3 separate regions of the Mus musculus genome follow, and all the other regions are linked to region 3. The links are chromatin contacts, called in public promoter capture Hi-C maps. All regions are on one chromosome and are shown on one strand. The core of a region is the stretch at or near the end of the contact, and the rest is flanking DNA. Distances in the headings are between cores, read along the strand shown. Region 1 holds the start of Plekhg4 (pleckstrin homology domain containing, family G (with RhoGef domain) member 4). Region 2 holds the start of Tppp3 (tubulin polymerization-promoting protein family member 3). Region 3 holds the start of Ddx28 (DEAD box helicase 28).

The links. Promoter capture Hi-C pulls out the DNA fragments that hold promoters and counts their contacts. Capture Hi-C pulls out chosen DNA fragments and counts their contacts.
Region 1: a promoter capture Hi-C map of adipose tissue shows a contact between it and region 3. The contact joins the promoter of Plekhg4 here to the promoter of Ddx28 in region 3. A contact is called at or near these places in 2 of 39 promoter capture datasets (hematopoietic stem and progenitor cells and hippocampal neurons) and 2 of 9 other capture datasets (adipose tissue and pancreatic islet).
Region 2: a contact with region 3 is called in a promoter capture Hi-C map of hematopoietic stem and progenitor cells, with 2.7 times the contacts expected there. The contact joins the promoter of Tppp3 here to the promoter of Ddx28 in region 3. A contact is called at or near these places in 3 of 39 promoter capture datasets (hematopoietic stem and progenitor cells, hippocampal neurons and stem cell-derived epiblast-like cells) and 1 of 115 datasets of contacts at active chromatin or transcription factors (large pre-B cells).

Annotation. Positions count from the first base shown.
Region 1 is chr8:105,371,919-105,375,060 of GRCm38.p6, forward strand. Plekhg4 (pleckstrin homology domain containing, family G (with RhoGef domain) member 4) reads left to right here and starts at 1,354. Exons shown (of 23, transcript NM_001364406.1): 1 at 1,354-1,944; 2 at 2,835-2,981. The coding sequence starts at 1,901.
Region 2 is chr8:105,469,824-105,472,884 of GRCm38.p6, forward strand. It overlaps Tppp3 (tubulin polymerization-promoting protein family member 3), which reads right to left and starts at 1,599. Exons shown (of 4, transcript NM_026481.3): 1 at 1,457-1,599. It overlaps Zdhhc1 (zinc finger, DHHC domain containing 1), which reads right to left. Exons shown (of 14, transcript NM_175160.5): 14 at 2,600-3,058. The coding sequence ends at 2,778.
Region 3 is chr8:106,010,110-106,013,142 of GRCm38.p6, forward strand. It overlaps Ddx28 (DEAD box helicase 28), which reads right to left and starts at 1,377. Exons shown (of 1, transcript NM_028038.3): 1 at 1-1,377. The coding sequence starts at 1,315. It overlaps Dus2 (dihydrouridine synthase 2), which reads left to right and starts at 1,369. Exons shown (of 16, transcript NM_025518.4): 1 at 1,369-1,469.

The sequences.
Region 1 (3,142 bases), core at 104-2,603, 640 kb before region 3:
ATGCTATCCACAAAGCTATCTCCCTAGCTTCCCTCCATCTTAAAAAAACAACAGGATCTTGTTATGAAGCTCTGTCTTGTCTGGAACTTTTTTTTTCCCCTTTTTTTTAGACCTGGCTAGCCTTGAACTTGTGTATCGTCCAGCCCTTTCATCTCAAGCCCTAGATTAGAGGCATGCACTCTTTGGTCACAATGAGGGCCGTTCTACGTCAAAGAAGGTGGTCTGAGACAACAGGGTTTTAGTCAGCTCTGTTTCCCCATGCAGTCTGGGACCTAAGAGAAAAGGCTGTGATGCCCCTGGTGGCCTTGAATGCCACTCCCAGGAGCCTGGGTTTATTTGGGTCAAAGATGAGAGGGGTCTGGGAGGTTTGAGAAATCAGTTGCTTTGCTGATTACAGTGGTCCTGGCTTAAGGGACTTAAGTCATACACAGACTTAAGGGAATGTATCCCCAGATCTCCAAAGCTAAGGAGTCGCCTTTTCTTTTCTTTTCTTCCCTTTTCTTTCCTTATGGATGGATGTTGTCAAGAAAAGAGAGGTAGGGAGGGCTGGGGAGGGGGGAGGGCGGAGTGGGGGGGGGGGCTGTCCACATTCTACAATCTCAGTGGAAAAGACTTCTCTGAGTAGATTCAGCAACCAGCAGAACCAGAGATGGCCTTCGTGAGTCACTGTTCAGACTTGCAAGCTCAGCTCTGGAAGCCCGCTGTGGTCAGCCACCCCAGGTTGGCTCCAGGCCTAGCCCCCCACTGTCCCGCACTGGGCCAGTGTCTGTCCCTGTTGCTGTTCCATGCCTTTCCCATCCCAGATACGTGTGCCTCACAGCTCTCTGCCTCTTCTGTCTGAGTCTGTCTGTCAGTCATTTTCTCTAACCTTGGTTTCCACGTCACCCACGTGGGAAGAGTTCAGGACGGGAGGGGCGGTGTGACTAGTCTTAGATACCCCTAAATATTTATTCTGTGCCAGGCCTGACATACAGAGCTCGAAATATCAAAGTGGACAATATTCAGTCTGCCTGCTTACAGGGCACATTCTGTGTGGAGTGAGAAAACCACAGCCTAGTTCTGCCTCTGTCTCAGCACGCGTGCCTGCGCTCCCCCAACCGCCTGCTGTGTTCAGAGGGCCTGGGTCAGTTAGGGCCTGAGACCTGATGCCTCTTATTTGCTTCATCCCTGGGAAGGGTTATGTTCCTCCCGGGAAGTCCATCTTCTTACAGCTCCTGGGGGCCTGGCTAGTGGGTGGAGGTGAGCCTCAGAAGCAGGAGGGAGGGAAGGAGAGAGGGAGGGAGGGGCAATGACTCAGTGGGGGTGGCCTGGGACAAGAACCAAGGACAGAAGCCAAGACTGGACCTGATGCTCACTGAAGCTAGAGGAAGGAGAGATGGAAGACATGCCTAGGAGCTGGGGCTGGAGAAGGACAACTCCAAGGCCAGCCTTGCCCCTTGCTCTTCAGAATCTGCCTTAGAGTCAGAGATGGGTGGGGACGCCTGTTGTTTCTACCATGGCTGCAGCTGATAACTAGATTCATGAAGGAATCGCCTGACTTAGAGCCAGGGAAGGCATTATGTCCAGTGTCCTCTCCTCCCAGGGACCAAGGCCATGGTGTGGGGGCTACATGCCTTTGTCTGGTTGCACAGATAACCTTTTTCTTATGATCTTTCCACAAATTCAAGAGTGTTAGGCCAGGCCCACTTCCTCCAAAAGGACCCCAGACTTTAGAGTTAAGAACGAGTAGGGGTCTCCCAGCTATCCCAGTGTCTTTCATCAGTTCAAGATTCCCTAACGAAGGGTGAAGTGGGAAGGCAGGGCATGAACACAGATATCTGATCCATCCATCAGGATTTCCCTGGTCCATCGGGCAACCCCAGGAGAAAAGAATGCTTTTCTTGTCTTACAGGAGAGGAAGATGAGGTGCAAAGAGAAAAGGGTCCCTGGAACAGCCCACAAGAGGTGAGTGATGGAACCAGATCTCAGCTGGTCTCTGGCCCCAGGGCACCAGCTTTCTTAGCCACCCTTTTCTGTGGATAGGGAAAAAGAACTCAGGGAATGAGGGTTTGAGCCTTATGTATGTTGGCAGGCCTGGGTCAATTCCCACCCAGAGACATAGCTACCTACCCTCTTCACCTTCCGGGTTTAACAAGTCATGGGATGTCACCGTTTATCTCTAATTTATTTCTCTGTCTTTTTGTTGTTTGTTTTATTAATTAAACCTGGGGGCTCACACAAGTCAGGCAAGGGCTCTGCTACTGAGTTACACCTCACAGCCCATCCAACCTGTTCCGTGGTGGGTGGGCCTGAGAACCTGAAGGGGAGATTCAGGCTACAGAGGAGTGGTGGTCCCTCCCACTATCCGTGAAGATTATCCACACGCAGCTACCAGGGCATAGGGAGTCTCTCTGGAGACGGCCCCTAATCATGGACTCACATGTGTGTGTGTGTGAGTGTGTGGTGGTGGGTGGTGGGACAGCTCTGAGGACCACGAGGGCTTGAGTGGTCCTCATCTTGTACATGGAAGCTGGGCAAGTATTCCCATGTCCCATCACGGGAATGGTAAAGGAGCCTTGCCCTCCTCCCACAAGGGCGTCCTTTGCTTCGTGCAAGAGCCTTCTTTCCATCGGCAGAGCCACGGCTCACTCACCCTTTCAGACAGTTCCAGCTCTGAGCACAGTGAGCACAGTGGAATGAATGTTGCCGGGGTCGGCAGAATGAGAAGTCAAGGGAGGGCTCGCCAAGTCTCCGAGGCACTGAGAGTAGGAACCCAGCGGCCGGCGGGCGCGGATGCTCTAGGCAGGGGGCAGTAGGCGTGGTCCCAGCTCTCCTCCGCACCCTCGGCCTTGCAGAGCGGCGCCTTCCGGAAGAACCTGTGATTCGGTCCTCCAGCCCCTAGAGAGCGCCGCGTCCACAGCGGCCTTGCGGCCCTTCGAGCCACCAGAAGGTGGCGCCCTTGGAATCTGGGCAGCCTCGCTGTACCCATCCTCGAGGCTGCGGTGCGTTTGTTCTTCGTTAGTTCGACGGCTCTGGTGGTGTAGCCTCCCGGCTTCAGAGTTCCCCACTGCACGTCCCAGGGGTGTGAGTGTGCGGGTGACCCGTGTGGGGCCGGGAGCACTGGGACAGGCGCCTAGGCCAAGGCCTGGCAGGGTGGGCTAGA
Region 2 (3,061 bases), core at 349-2,848, 540 kb before region 3:
CCTCCACTAAGGTCTTCTTTTCACTGAGCGTGACCACGCCTGTCCACGTTCCCATAGCTCAGATGCACTGAGCCCTGGCCCTCCACACCCTCTGCCTCGTACCCACTAACCATACCCACAGCCTTGCACCGAGGCTTCCTCCACCCACACCCAAAGCCTTGAATTTGACCCTTTTTCCTTTTCCATCCCCACACAGACATTAAGACCCCTGCAATGAAACTCCTCCCCAGCATGCCCACAGCCCTGCAGTCAAGTGCATGTCCTACTACAGACCCCTGACCACACCCTCCTCAGAGCTCCATTGCAGATCTCTGACCACACCCTCAGCCCCACCCTGAAAGTCCCTCTCCAAATCAAACCCTGTGTACACTGCATCCATTTTGCATCCTTTTAACTCACATCCTGAAGACCCCAACCACAGTCACTAGCTGGACTCTGCACCCTTACAAAGGCCCCCTGGCCATACCCTTGGAGCATTCCCGTTCATCCATATAGCTACAGCTTCTGACACAGCCCTGCCTTGAAATCTCCCAGTCTATGCAGTAACACTTCCATACTTCCATGCAAAGCATTGAACACCCACCACCACACACGCGCAGAGTTCCCTGACCACACCCTCAGCACTCTCTCTTTACTCATATGCTAAAGCTATTGACACAGACCTGACCTAAAGCCCCTCAGAGTCTAACCAGCACTGGCATCGCCAGGCATCATGTTAAGACATACCACCATCACCACACCCACTGCAGCCTCCTGTTCTCAGCCACCATCTTTACCTTGCCTCTTAGGGGAAAAAAAAAAAAGTGTCCAATGACCACAACCTGGCCCCCGAACAACTTCCTCTTCTTCCATTACTAGTTGGTCCACACTGAAAGGCCTTTTCTGGTGACCACACCTACTCATCCATAAGTTGCAATTTTTAAGACTCAGAAACCCAGAGATTGCACTCTGCAGGGACCTCTGTGGGTCTGTAAATGGGGTCCGCCACACCCTTTGCCTCTCCCAAAGATGTCAACCCGCCCGGGGACCCAAAGCCCTGTACTTGAACACCACAGGTAAATGTGTCCAGGGGAGTTTGGGGTGCTACATGATGCTCTTCTCAAGGAAATGGGAGGATCCTGAGGCTACTGCTCACTCCTGTCTATGGGAAGATGAATTTGGGGGCTGTTGATGTGGAACAGAATCACAGCAGCTGCTCTGGGGTCCTCAGACCCTGGGCACAGTGTTCATGCCTCTGAACTGAATCCGCTCGTCAGCTCCTGCTGGGACAGCTGCAGTCATCAATCAGCCTGGCAAGAAGGTGGGGGCAGGAGTGTGTGTGGAACCCTTGGGGCCAGGGCCGGGGTGTTCAGCTGATAGGCTCAGCTCAGTACCATCTGAGGTTGGTTCAGGCTGCTCCCACCCACCCCTCCTTTTGGGGGATACGAATTAGGGTGGTCGATGTTCAGTCTCCTACCGGCTTCTACCGCTTGGCTGCTCCTGAGCGTGCCTTCGGACAGGACCCAGGAACTGATGCTGGAGACCAGGAGGCTCCACAGCTCCGCTCCCTGCCGGCTCCCGGGCGGGACTGCAGCCCGGGCGGCTCCGTAGTATTATCCCCTGTTTCTCGGTCACCATAGAGACAGTGAGTCCCACCCCCTAGGCTGTCTCGGCGGGAGAGTGACCAAGGTCACGCTAGCTCCTCCCACCAGACCCCGCCCTATGTGCTCTGTGGGCGCTGGGCCCGCAGAATTGCAGCGACAGCCTTATCCTGCTCCTCCCCTTCAACCGCGGTCCTCAAGCGGTCAGAGCTGCCCTCTGCAGTCCTGGATGTCCTAAGATAGGAACTCCCATGGCCAATGGGAAAACAGCCCCCCCCCAAATTCCATTGTCCCCAACCCTCAAGGGACTGCTGAAAGAATCCACCTGAGATTGTCTAGGAGCTGAACTGAAGAAGGGGATCCCGCCCCTCATTGACAAGGATCTACAGCTGGCTCCAAGACCACAGCTGCCGCTAACCCTGTGGCATTCACTCATTCCTAGGTTCTCAGCAGGCCACATTCTGAAGCACTAGAAGACTGAGACAATCAGTGGATCACGCATTCTTACCCACCCCACCCCCCCAAATGCTGGGTACTTTTGTGGCAGCAATTCCTAAATTTCGGAGAATGGCTGCCTCCTCCCATTCTCGTCTCCCCGCCTCACAGCTTCTTGTTCCAATGCGCCTCCCTAGCCTGCTTCCTCTTCAGTTTCCAACTGCAAATACTAAATAAAAAACTAAATAAAAATACTAAATATTAATTGATTAATTAATTAATTAATAAACCTTGCTGGGTGGGTGTGGTAGCACAAGCCTGCAATCTGGGGATTCGGGAGACTGAAGCAGTAGATTCAAATTTTCGAGGCTACCCTGGGAAATGGGAGAAGGGACAGAGGAGAGTGGTAGTTCTTGAACAAGACCCCATGTTTTTGATTCCCAACACTTAAAAGAAAAACCCTGTCCAGAGACCTTTCCTAACCCGCCCCTCTTTCTCTGCCCCAAGCTAGCAATGGTGGTCCTGCTTCTGTGAGATCCATGGATTTTTCCACTATGAAAATAAGCATTAAGTCCGCAAAAGCATTAAAAAAAAAAAAAAGTTTATTGGGGCATCAGGGCTGGTGGAGCGGATATTGCTGAGTCTTGGGTAAGGAAGGCCGATCCTGTCGACCTTGAGGTCCCTAAAGTGCACTCGTTACGCGAATGTGGGGTGTTGCATAGAGTCAAGGCCCTCCTGCCTCTAGTCCTTAGCCTTAGTGGGCTAAGGCAGGCCGTCGCCGCCTCCAGGTGTTCCGGGCTCGCCACTGCTCGGGCTCACAAAAACAGCAGGCGAACGTGCCTGTAGAGCCAGCCCAGACTCTCGACCCCTGGCTCCTGGGGCACCCAGTGCGGCACTGCCCAGGCGCGTCTGGGCCACTGGAATCTCTTCCATGGACTCAGCTGATGCCGAGTAGTAGGCGCCTGCAGAGCCACCAGCATGCACTGGGCTGGCACTGGTGGAATCAGATGAAGAGCTGGAGCGGCGGCTAGGAGTCCCAGTCTCTG
Region 3 (3,033 bases), core at 127-2,626:
TACCTGCCCTCATTGAGGCCGGCATTTGCCCTTGCAGCCTTAGATGTTGAATCTTGTGGTCATCCAGAATGTACCCAAGCCAGTTCACGGTGCTGGCGCTGTTGCAGAATACCAGGACAGTTCCCGAGGGTTCCGTCTTACTTGCTTTGTCCTGCTGTTTGAGGATCTGAACCAGTTCTGTCACCTTGTCTGCTCCCTTCAGTCTCATAAATGTCTGTCTGACATGAGGCATGAGACAGTGCAGCTTGGAGCTGGTAATGGTGGTCAGACTGTCTGGACTGGTGACTTTACTCAGTAACTGGTTTAGGCCTTCTGGAAACGTGGCTCCCACCAGCACTAACTGGGCTTTGGGATTAAAGGGGTCTTCTAACTCGGCTGGACTTTCTGCTATAGGGCTCTTTTCCAAGATGTAGTCCACCAGTTCCAGGAAGCTTTCATCTAGCAGTGTGTCTACTTCATCTAGCACTATGAAGTTAAGATGCTGTAAGCTGATCAGTTGACTTTTCAGAGCCTTCCACAGCGCCCCTGGAGTAGCCACTAACACATCGGCTGCCGGTCGTCTATACAGCTGAAGTTTGAGCCTACTCATCCCGAGGCCTCCGCCAAGTTCTATCACCTGCAGGCCCAAGTACCCACCCAGTGACTGGGCCACTGCCTGCACCTGTTCGGCTAGTTCTCGGGAAGGTACCAGAACCAAGCCTCGAGGAGCCGTGAAACTGCGGGAGTCCAGGTCTGACCCTCTCAGGAGCCGCTGAAATAGGGGCAGTAGGTAGCTAAGCGTCTTGCCACTGCCAGTTTCCGCAGCGCAAAGGAGGTGGCGGCCTCGAAGCAGTGGGGGGATGGTTTTCGACTGCACTGAGGTTGGCTGCACAACTTCGGGGACAGCCTCCTGAAGCGCCAGCAGCACTCGGGGTTCCAGACCCAGGTCCACGAAGCTGCCCCGGGACGAGAGGTTCCTCAGGGCGGGCGCCTCTTGCTGCACTCGCTCTATGGAGAAATGGTCTTGCCGCGATCGCCGATGCTTCCAGCCACGGGAAGCCAGTGGCGCTCGCTCCCAACGGCCCAGCGTGAGGCGTGCGGGCTGGTTCAACTCCGGCCGCCGCGCCGAGACCAGCAGGGGACCGGGGCGCACTAGCACTGGCCGCTGCAAACTCCCACGGCCGCTCTGTCGCTGTTCCTGCCGTCGCTGCAGAGCCCGCGGAACGCGCACCACTGGCAAGGACTGGTCGGAACCGCGCACCACTAGGTTCCGTCGAGGCTCCAGAAGCAACCGTACTGCTAACGCCAGCAGCCGCGATGGCCCGGCTAAAGCCATATTTCCCTTGATGCAGAAGAGGCGCGCGCTAATGACGTCAAGCACGCCACCGTAGTCTGGAGTACGGTGGCTGGCGCGGATCAGGGTGGCGTGTGGCGCTGCAGCACCGGCTGGAAGGAGGGAGGAGGATCCTTAAGAGTTCAGTGGCTGCGAGGTCTGTAGGTTTCCACCCGGCATGGCGATGTCCAGATTGGAGTCATCTTTGGGGAAGGGTACTCGGTGGAGGCAGGAATGGGAGTCCGCAGTAGGAGGGGGCCATGGGTCCCTGGCTCAAGGAATCGAGTGAGGATGGCCTCTGTCATTTGAGTGCTTAATTTCTGATAGTCTTAACTTGTGGTCTTCATTGCCTCGCTCAGTCATCCCATAGAACTCCAAAGGTACAAAGTTCGACGATGTTTTCGTAGATATGCAATCCACTCAAAGCCTGGGTGATGCAAGTTTGCTGAGACTGAATGAATGGTAGGCCAGGGGACTGAGACAGAAGTTGGGAGTCTGGGTTTAAGCTCAACCCAGTTCTTTAGTTTAGAACCCAGAGTGCATGCTGGTGGCCTTCAGCTTATTTCGTCTTTGAAGTTAGAGAGATGGTCTCCGTTCTTTCAGGTGTAGTTTCTCAGGTTTTTTTTTTTTACACTTTGACCCTACCTCTCCAGGCAAGTTTCACCCTCCTTTCCTTGTCGTCGCCCCCCCCCCCCCCCCATGCATCTCAGCCTGGACCCATCACTCTAGCGGTCTGCTCATAGCCACTGGCTTCTCAGGCAGATTCCGAATTGCCTGACTAGAAGTAGAAAGAAGGGTCCCGTTACCCTCCTGGAGTGATGAAACTTATCTCACATAGCACCGGTCAAGCAGACTACTTGACATGAATTTAGTGGTTCAGGTTATTAAACGTTTAATTTTTTTTTTTTACTTCATACTTTTTGAACATATCTGAAAAAATGGGCATCAAGTGTCTGGAGTGGGAGATAAGGTCAATGTTTGTGGATTGATTACCTGGGAGGTTCCTAACGTCTGGAGAAAGTGTTTTAATTTCATTCATGGGCTGGTGAGTTGGCTCAGTGGGTAAGAGCACCCGACCGCTCTTCCGAAGGTCCGGAGTTCAAATCCCAGCAACCACATGGTGGCTCACAACCATCTGTAACAAGATCTGACTCCCTCTTCTGGAGTGTCTGAAGACAGCTACAGTGTACTTACATATAATAAATAAATAAATCTAAAAAAAAAAAAAGTTTAATTTCATTCATTAGAGCTGGCCCTCCATATTTATAGGTGGACCTCTGTGGAATTTTCCACTGTAGAGTGAGAATATTCATGAAAAAAAATGTGTCTGTACTAAATATGTATAGACATTTTTCTTTAATGTTACTCCCTAACAATACAGTATAACAAGTATATACATCATGTTTATATTGCATTAGTCATAAGCAGTTTGCAGATGATTTAAATCATGTGGGAGAGCGTTGGGGCATAGCTTTGTGATAAAGTGCTTGCCTATTAGCGTTTGTGAAGTCCTGAATTCAATTCCCCCCTAAAATCAAAAGTACCTAGGAATTTTATGTAGGAGCTTGAGTATCCTCAGATTTTGGTATCTTTGAGGTTCCTAGAACTCCTAATAACTACCTATTGATGACTTTACCATTACATAGATTAAAATTTAGTTGAGTGTGGTGGCAAATGCTGTGAATTCCAGCACTTAAAATTCAGAGGCGCCGGGCGTGGTG